Linked DNA regions of Mus musculus: all the other regions are linked to region 3. A link is a contact called in public HiChIP or PLAC-seq data. All regions are on one chromosome and are shown on one strand. The core of a region is the stretch at or near the end of the contact, and the rest is flanking DNA. Distances in the headings are between cores, read along the strand shown. Region 1 has its middle 27 kb from the start of Inip. Region 2 holds the start of Ptgr1 (prostaglandin reductase 1). Region 3 has its middle 14 kb from the start of Susd1.

Region 1 (2,700 bases), core at 7-2,506, 300 kb before region 3:
TAAAGCAACTTATCTGAGTCTTGGTTGCTTAACAACTACCTGGGAATAATTAGACACACTCTGCAGAGCCATTGTGAAGGTTAAGGGAACTAGGCAGCCCAGGGGTGTCCTTCCCAGTGCTGACCGGTCAGACTTGGGTCTTCATTTGAAAAGTGGGTGGATGCAGTAGTAAGTCGCTCGCTCTATCAGCCTCATTCGATGAGGCTTCGGAGCTATTTTCCCTTTCAGTGGAGAGGAGGAAGCTATGTAGTCAGTATGAGTATTGATGGGGTTACTATGTGCTTACCAACAAATTAGACACTCTTTCTTTGGGGGGTGGGGTGCTCTTAAGCATTTCCATTGCTGCAGTAGCTGAGTCATGAGAAACTTGGGTTAAATGCAGCATGACTGTAATGAGCAACTTGAGGAAAATCTCCAGGACGGTAGGCACAGAGCCAGACATGCTCAGACTACCGTGGGCAACAGTCAAAACGTGGCTTAAGGATATTTCTCATTGGCCTTCTCCTGGCCTCTCAGAGAGGAGGGGTATCTAGTTCCCACCAGTCGGCTTTTCTTTATGTTTTACTTATTTATTTGAGACAAGCACTTGCTGTGTAGCTCGGGCTAGCCTTGAACTTGCAATCCCCCAACTCAGATCCCAAGAGCTGAGGTTCCAGGTGTGCACAACCACAGTTAGTTTAAATGGACTCGCTTATATAGACAAACACAAGGGACATCTTAGGAACAAGGCTGAAGCAATACAATGTTTTTCTTTTGACAAAGAATTCAATTTTTGTTGTGAAGAAGTGAAATTTCTTAAACTGGACACAAAATTGAAATTTTTACTGTGTTCTGTTCACAGCTGTCTGTGAGCAGCACCACAACAGGCTCAGCCTTAGCTTAGACTACAGCAGAGCTTGTCTAGGGCAAATCAGCCAACTTCCTTGAGGTCTTACTAGTTTGCATTTTCCATACATAAAGTAAGCTCGCCCTCACCCCCCTTAAAGAGTAATCAGTGTCTCATAAAAGATGGATACTTGAAAGGATGAGATATAACCATTTTGTTCATTTGAGTGGTAACAATATGGCCACCTTTAGCTTCAACCGACAAAATTAGCAATGTTGTCTAGAGATAACAAATTAACTTTAGAAACTGGAAACCTGGAAATTAGAAAAAAAAAAAAAAGATCTCTCAAGAAGGCATGGTAGCATACTGAGAAATTCTAGACTAGCAGTGTGACTCGTGAACCCTGGAGATGAGCCAGCCGAGAGATAGATACCATAGCAGAGCTGAGGGTGGTGCCAGCAGAAGCTGGCTGCCAAGTGAGCCGTGAATCATCGCCCAGGATCTGTCAGGACATTTCAGTTTCCACATAAATACTATCTTGTTCAGATCTTAATGGTGTGTCTCTGAACATGCCGAAATGCTTTACGCTTTTAATAAGATGAATTAATGCAAAAGGTAATAGAATTTCACATTTTTTTCCCAAACGCCATTTATGGGTCTCAGCTGACAAAGTAGAACAGAATCCAAGGAATGGGGACCATGTCACTTGACCAAAGAGAACATTTCTTTCACAGCTTTGGTTAGATACAGCATCTGTTTTAAAACACAGAAAACAATGGAAAAACTGTGGCCTCTGAAGACCCCTCTGGTCTTCCTTCTCTTGTTTTTGCTTGTGTGAGGTATCAGGCTTGGTTGTGCTGGAGGTAGAATTCACAGGCATGGGTGTGCTCACTGGACCACATTATCAGGTTTGGTTTCCTCTTCAAGTTTACAATGTAAGGAACAGAATCTCAGCAATGGAGGAAATAAGTGAAGCATGTTACTGACATTTTTAATTAGAAAGAAAGAAAACTCATTGCATGCCTAAGATACAGCTGAATGCCAACCTCTTCGTGTCCAGTGGGATCTCCTGCTGATAACCTATTACCTGGCAAACCATTCCCCGGAGAGAGGCCTGGGGCAATAGGGAGGTAGCACCTACAACTGCAATTTATTTATCGTTTATGTGTGTGGGTGTTTTACCTGCATGTATGTTTGTCCTCTATGTTTGTGCCTAGTGCCTGTAGGGGCCAAAAGGGGGTGTCAGATGCAGACTGTGGACTGCCACGTGGGTGTTTAGAGTGGAACCCAAGTCCTCTGAAGAATAGCTCTAGTCCTCTAATTAATGAATGTTAAGTGTTTGGGGGACAGAGTCTCATTCGGTAGCCCAAGATGACTTAAAACTCACTGGGTAGCCTAGGTTGGCCCTCAACTCATAGTAAACCTCCTGCCTCAGTTTCCTGAATGCTGAGACTGCAGGTGTGTGCCACTCTGCCTACCTCCCCTCCTGTTAGAGCAGTACAAAAGGTGTTGAGGAATGATCTCACCCAAGATCTAAGGGTCCTCTCAGAACACAGATGCAGGGCTCAGAGGCAACTTGCATCTAGGTTAACTAGGGAAAGAATGTTTTAGTGCTGGGAATGGACCCCAAGCTCTTGCACCTTCGGCGAGGCAAGCATTCTGCCATTGAGCCGCTGCCCCAGCTCAAACGTAAAGCTCTTGATAACCATGCCAGCTGTGGAGCACAGAAACCCAAAGGTGAGTGGAGACCAGCTGGAGCTTGCTGCATCCCTTCTGTGGCACCGGCACAGAGCTGACTGGAAAGTCAGAATAACTCAGCCACAAGCTCTCTGGCCTCCACAGCATGGCGTCCCAGGCACACAGTTACCTCGCCT
Region 2 (2,700 bases), core at 33-2,532, 470 kb after region 3:
AAAGAAATAGAAGGACTCCAATTTGGTTAAAAACCAGAAAAGTCCTTTCTATGTATTCCTGAATGACCAGAGCAAAGGAATGAAAAGCAGTCAGTGACAGTAAAAACCGTGGATTCAAAGAAGACGAAAAGAAGACGGAGACTAAAGAAGGGGTGATGGCGACTAAAGAGTTAAAACATTTTTGCACTATGGCATGGCTTAGGAAGTTAGCCTGAGTCTTGGTGACCCATCAATGAACAAGTCGCTGAGATCTGGCACCCATTCTCCCACAGGCTGGTCCTAAGGTGAGACACAAAGATGGAAAATAAGAGGGACAGGAAGGGAGAGAAGCTGATCGCTCAAAAACCTGGGTAGGTTCCCTATGGGGATCAGAAACTCCAAGATAAAAGGTCAAGGTCGCCTAAGGAGAAGGTGGTGGTGGTGGGGGGGGGGGGGGTTCTGAGCCCATCACCTCAAGCAAGATTGTTCAACGAATGTTTGTGACTTAAGAGTTTTTTTGTTTTTTTGTTTTTGTTTTTTTTTTTTAATGAACTGGGTGCTCTCTCTGCCGTGAGCCTGAGCAACGGTCCTCAGGAAGCCTCCCTAACGTTTCCTTTACAGAAGGGCGGTCTTTAGGACAGAGTAAACCAGCTTGCACCCCACCCCCTTCCATAGTTAAGCTTAGGTGCAAATTATATTCTTTGAGCGCTGTGACTTAGGCATTGCCCGGGAGCATAGATTTCTAAATGTTCTGCTTACATCCTTACATCGAAAGCAAGTGTTTTCCCTCACCATTAATAAACTAGCTGTCTTTGGGACTTAACCTGAACGGGATTCTTGATCTGGGGACACCAGGCTGCTGGAAGCAAGCAATGCAGACTCCATCTCCCCACTGCCACAACTACATTTTATTTCACCTTATTCTTTACGAAATATATTTTTAGATGCCATGACTGCACACCTTCTTTGTTAAGGTTTCAGAGAACCTAGCACCGGCCTCACGACAGGAAGTAGTCAGCAGCAGCAGCTGGCTTAACTAATGCTGGCCAGAGGTGGTAGGATTTTTCCTGAATTAACTGTGTAGTAGTTTCTTGTTTTCTTTGCTTCTGATGCAAACATAAATTGTGAACTTAAGCAAAAAAGAAAAAAAATATTTAAACACACACACACACCCCTCCCAATGTCCCTTCCCTGCTGTGTGTGGGCAGAAGCTCCAAAGCTTCCAGAAGTTGCCCCTCCCTGGAGAAGCCCCGCCCTCACCGACCGCCCAGTATAAGTCAAGTCCTGGGCGCTTTGCGAAGCATTCAGAGCGGTCTCCCGGGAAGGAGTTTCTGTGAGCTTGTGTAAGTAGACTCTACACTACTCTATTTGAGCCCTCTCTTTTCTCTCTTCCCTCCTCCAACCCCTTCTTTCTCCCCGCCGAGCATCTAGAGCCTGGTTGAGCAAGTGAGCACGGCAGGCACCCCCAATCCACCCCACCGGTACTCGGCGACTCCTGGGTTCTGCACTTAGGAAGTTAGGGAGGCCGGGGTCGTCTCGCGGTCCTGCACGCCCTTGAAGAGATTGAGACCCGCACTAGGAATAGGGCAAAGTCTGGCTGCCTGTTCCGTTGTGGGTGCATGGAGCGCGACTGCCAGCACCCAGGAAGGCCTGGGCAACAGAGTTTGCAGGATTGCCAAACTGATTCAAAAGAGAAGACAGGGGTGGGGATTTGCGCATGCGCAGTGAAAGCTACACTTGCAAGTCAGGCCATGTACGGAGAGGACCCTTTGCAAGGGGGACCTACTAGACCTGTGGCGACTTCAGAAGGACCAGGCGCTGCCTTTTTGGAAAAAGAGACGGAATTATGTATTCTTAAAACACAAGGGAAACCCGCCTGTGAAATAGATGTCTCCGCGTGTGAAAGTGCTTATCACACAAGTCCCATGACTTGAGTTCGATCCCTGAAACCACGGGTGGAAGGCGGGAACCCACTCCTGAAGTCGCTTTAGGCTCTCGGTGACACGCAAGCGCCCTCACCCACACACCTGCATCATGTACACACGAACTAGTAATAACAGTAAACTAGATTAAACCTGAGCGAGCATGCCTGTTATATCTTGGCATGTAGAAGCAAGAGGATGGAAGGTTCCAAGATAGCTTCTGCTATAGTGAGTTCAAGGCCAGCCTTGGCTACACAGACGGGCGCTGTAATCAGAAAAACAAGTTGAGCTGGGCAGTGGTGGCACATCCTTTAGTCCCAGCACTTGGGAGGCAGAGGCAGGCGGATTTCTGAGTTCGAGGCCAGCTTGGTCTACAGAGTGAATTCCAGGACAGCCAAGGCTATACAGAAAAACTCTGTCTCAGAAAAACTAAACCAAACCAAAACAAAAATCTAAGAAAAAGAAAAACAAGTTGAACTCATGAATATGGGGTGAAATGATAGTTATTAGAGGCTGAAAAGGGCTAAAAGTATTTGTGAAAGGGTACAGAAACATGAGTGTGGCTCTTTAAACAATAATGATATATAATAATAATAATAATAGTTCAAACCAAGCAGATTATTTCTCATGAAAATAGAAGCTAAAGAAGGCGATGGGTATGTTAGGCACTCTACATTGCAGACACTGTGTCCTATCAAGGTAAGTTTAAATTTGTCAATTAAAAAAAAATCTTACTTTGCAGGGCAGGTGACATGGAGGCTGGAGAGATGACTCAGACGTTAAGATCACTTGTATAGGG
Region 3 (2,700 bases), core at 66-2,565:
TCTGCTCCCTGTTTTCATGAGGTGAGAGCTGTTGCTGTCATGATGTTATGCCTGAGGTCAGGACCAAGCAACTTCGGAGTAGACTTGAAGTTGTGAGAAAAGCAAATCCTGGTTGTGAGTTACTCTGTCAAGTATTTGGTCACAGATTGGCAAAGTTAACTAGCATCATGACACATCCTCACGCCTTTTGCAGTTTATAATCTAATGAAACAGACACCCCTAAGGGCCAACCATGATCGTTGGGCGCTTTGGAAGAGAAATGCAGAAGGAAAATTGAGCAAATTACAGAGAAGCCAGTATGGTATAGGAAGGTATTGAAGGCTTTAGTGAACAATGCTGTGTTTCATATTTACCAGTTGGTATATCCTCATTTGTAGACACCCCCCCACCCATCCACAGTACAACAGTGATAAGTCATCATCAAACATTTGGGACCAGGAGACCATTTGTCTTTTATCCAAGTTATCAAGCTGACCACTCAAGACAGGCTGGAAAGGTCAATGTGTGGGTAATAACACAGTAGTAATTAACTCCAGGCCACCAACAATGCATTGGCATTACAGTAAGGAAAGGAATAAAAGCATCCTACTGAACTCCTAACCAAGAGAGCATCCGGATTTGAACTCTCTGCTTCATGCTCCCTGTGTCTTCCATCCTCTGTCTCTGTGTGGTATGATCTGAATCTCCTACCGGAAGGCTGTTTTATGAATCTGTTTGTCCCTGTGTCTGTCTGTGTGTATCCTTGTGTCTCTGTCTCTTGTTGGACCTGGATGTATCTGTGTGTGGGTGGTGTCTGTCCCTCACAAAGGGCTTCACTTTATATTGATTGGTCATCATAGAAAGCATCTCATGGGGGAAGGAACAGGACAGTTTGCAAATCTTTAACAAAGTTTACAAGGGTATAAATCACTGGTTCCAGTTGATCCCAACTGACCCAGACAACAGTCACTGTTAGCCACTTTTCCATAAAGGGTACTTTCAACCTTTCTGATAGATTTCAGCAAATTGCTTTCAACTTCTGTGTTTGCTGCTGTCAAACAAATGATACACATGCATTATCTGTGTCAGGGGCGTGGAAGAGTGTGTAGTCTAAGAAACCACTCTGCATTGGCTGAGGTTGTAAAAGTTGATGACACGGGAAATCCAAGGTCAGTAAGGTTAGTTATGGCTTTGCTCTCTTAAAGGCAAGTGAAACAGTTTGAGTACACAGTCCGGTGGTAGTCAAGTTTTAAGTGACTCCCGGGTGTACTATTAACTCTGGCTGAGAGATTCAGCAAAGGTTTCGGTTTCTTAGAATGCAAGCGAGATTTCAGAATGTTGCATCATTCCAGGCCAAGACAGACGAGTCACTTCACACAGCTGGTGCTAAGGAATCTCATAGGCTGCTGGTACCTGTGGAGGTTTGAATAGGTGTGGGCCCCACAGATTCTTGTGTTCGAATGCTTGGTCATAAAACTGGCACTATGAGAAGGAGTGGCCTTATTAGACAAAGTATGTCACTGTGAAGGTGGGCTTTGAGGTCATATAGGCTCAAGTTACACCCAGTGTGACAGACACAGTCTCCTTCTGCTACCTGCAGATCAAAGTATAGAACTGTCAGCTCCTTTTCCAGCACCATATTGGCCTGCAGGCTGCCATGCTTCCTACCATGACAACAATGGACTAAACCTCTGAACTGTAAGCCAGCCCCAGTTAAATGTTTTCTTTATAAAAGTTGTCTTGGTCATCTCTTCACAACAATGAAACCCTAACTAAGATACCTTGAGACAACCTCCACAGCCCTTGCAACCTCCCCCGAAAGAAATAAAAAAATAAAAATAAAAACAAAACAAAAGAACAACAATAAAAACAAACACCAGCAAACAGCAAAATCTCATCATGGAATCTGCAGTATGCTAGCCACAGTCACATTTACTTGGAAATGTTCATTGTAATGAGTTATTGGTCTGGTACAAAGCCCTGGCTTCTGCTACATTAACAGTACTGGATCCTCATCTGGATCTAGTCATTGCCTTGTGTCATGAAGATCCTGCAGCTTTGGAGCTGCAGGACTGGACCCTTCACACACTCCAGCAGTTCATAGATGGGGTAGATGTTGGGGTGGGCCAACTCAAAGCCTTGGATCTGGGCCTGGGTGGTAGGTGAATTGGTCAGCCTCCAGCTCTCTCCTCCACCCACATCACCAGGGTGAACACTCTAGCACTGCCCTGGCTAGTTCACCCATTCCCTCAGCCAGCTAGGGGCATGGCCAGCATTCCCATTCTCAAGAATTTGAGGCCCACTCACCCATACTCATACTACTGGGGCCAGCTCTACCCAGGTGAGGTGCAGGGCCCACTCTGCTGAGGGCTACAGCCAGCAAGGTGTGGGACCAGCTCTCCCTCTCTGGCAAGTAAAAGGATCTCAGTTGTACTAGCCTAAGCAAAAATTCTTAACTCATCTTATGAAAAGAGTTTCTCATGGAACACTAGCAAAGAAATATAAGACTTGGGGACAGATTACAGTGTAGGGGATTGGAGCCCCTTGGGGAAATGTCTCCTGTCCTTTTCTCTATGTGCTTTATCACCCTTATACCTCAGTTTCCCCACTAAAACTAGCTTAAAAAGGTTGGGTACTGCCTTATTTAGGGTTTCTATTGCTTTGAAGAGACACCACATCCATAGCTTACAGCTCAGAGGTTCAGTCCATTATCATCATGGC

The links. HiChIP or PLAC-seq counts read pairs in DNA pulled down with a chosen protein or histone mark.
Region 1: a contact with region 3 is called in a CTCF HiChIP or PLAC-seq map of the NIH/3T3 cell line, with 5 read pairs. The contact joins two enhancer-like sites.
Region 2: an H3K27ac HiChIP or PLAC-seq map of embryonic stem cells shows a contact between it and region 3, with 5 read pairs. The contact joins the promoter of Ptgr1 here to the enhancer-like site in region 3. A contact is called at or near these places in 4 of 39 promoter capture datasets (the C10 cell line, hematopoietic stem and progenitor cells, liver and 1 more) and 2 of 115 datasets of contacts at active chromatin or transcription factors (embryonic stem cells and large pre-B cells).

What each region holds. Positions count from the first base shown.
Region 1 is chr4:59,755,342-59,758,041 of GRCm38.p6, reverse strand. It overlaps a transcript of E130308A19Rik not described here. Among named protein-coding and RNA genes, the nearest start is that of Inip, 27 kb to the left of the region's middle. Within about 2 kb of position 1,256, at least 54 of the 459 cell types and tissues checked have an H3K27ac peak or open chromatin away from gene starts, as enhancers often do. A contact at or near this core is called in the NIH/3T3 cell line, where this site is marked.
Region 2 is chr4:58,985,660-58,988,359 of GRCm38.p6, reverse strand. Ptgr1 (prostaglandin reductase 1) reads left to right here and starts at 1,282. Exons shown (of 10, transcript NM_025968.3): 1 at 1,282-1,322.
Region 3 is chr4:59,451,271-59,453,970 of GRCm38.p6, reverse strand. No RefSeq gene overlaps it. Among named protein-coding and RNA genes, the nearest start is that of Susd1, 14 kb to the right of the region's middle. Within about 2 kb of position 1,315, at least 65 of the 459 cell types and tissues checked have an H3K27ac peak or open chromatin away from gene starts, as enhancers often do. A contact at or near this core is called in the NIH/3T3 cell line, embryonic stem cells, hematopoietic stem and progenitor cells and 1 more, where this site is marked.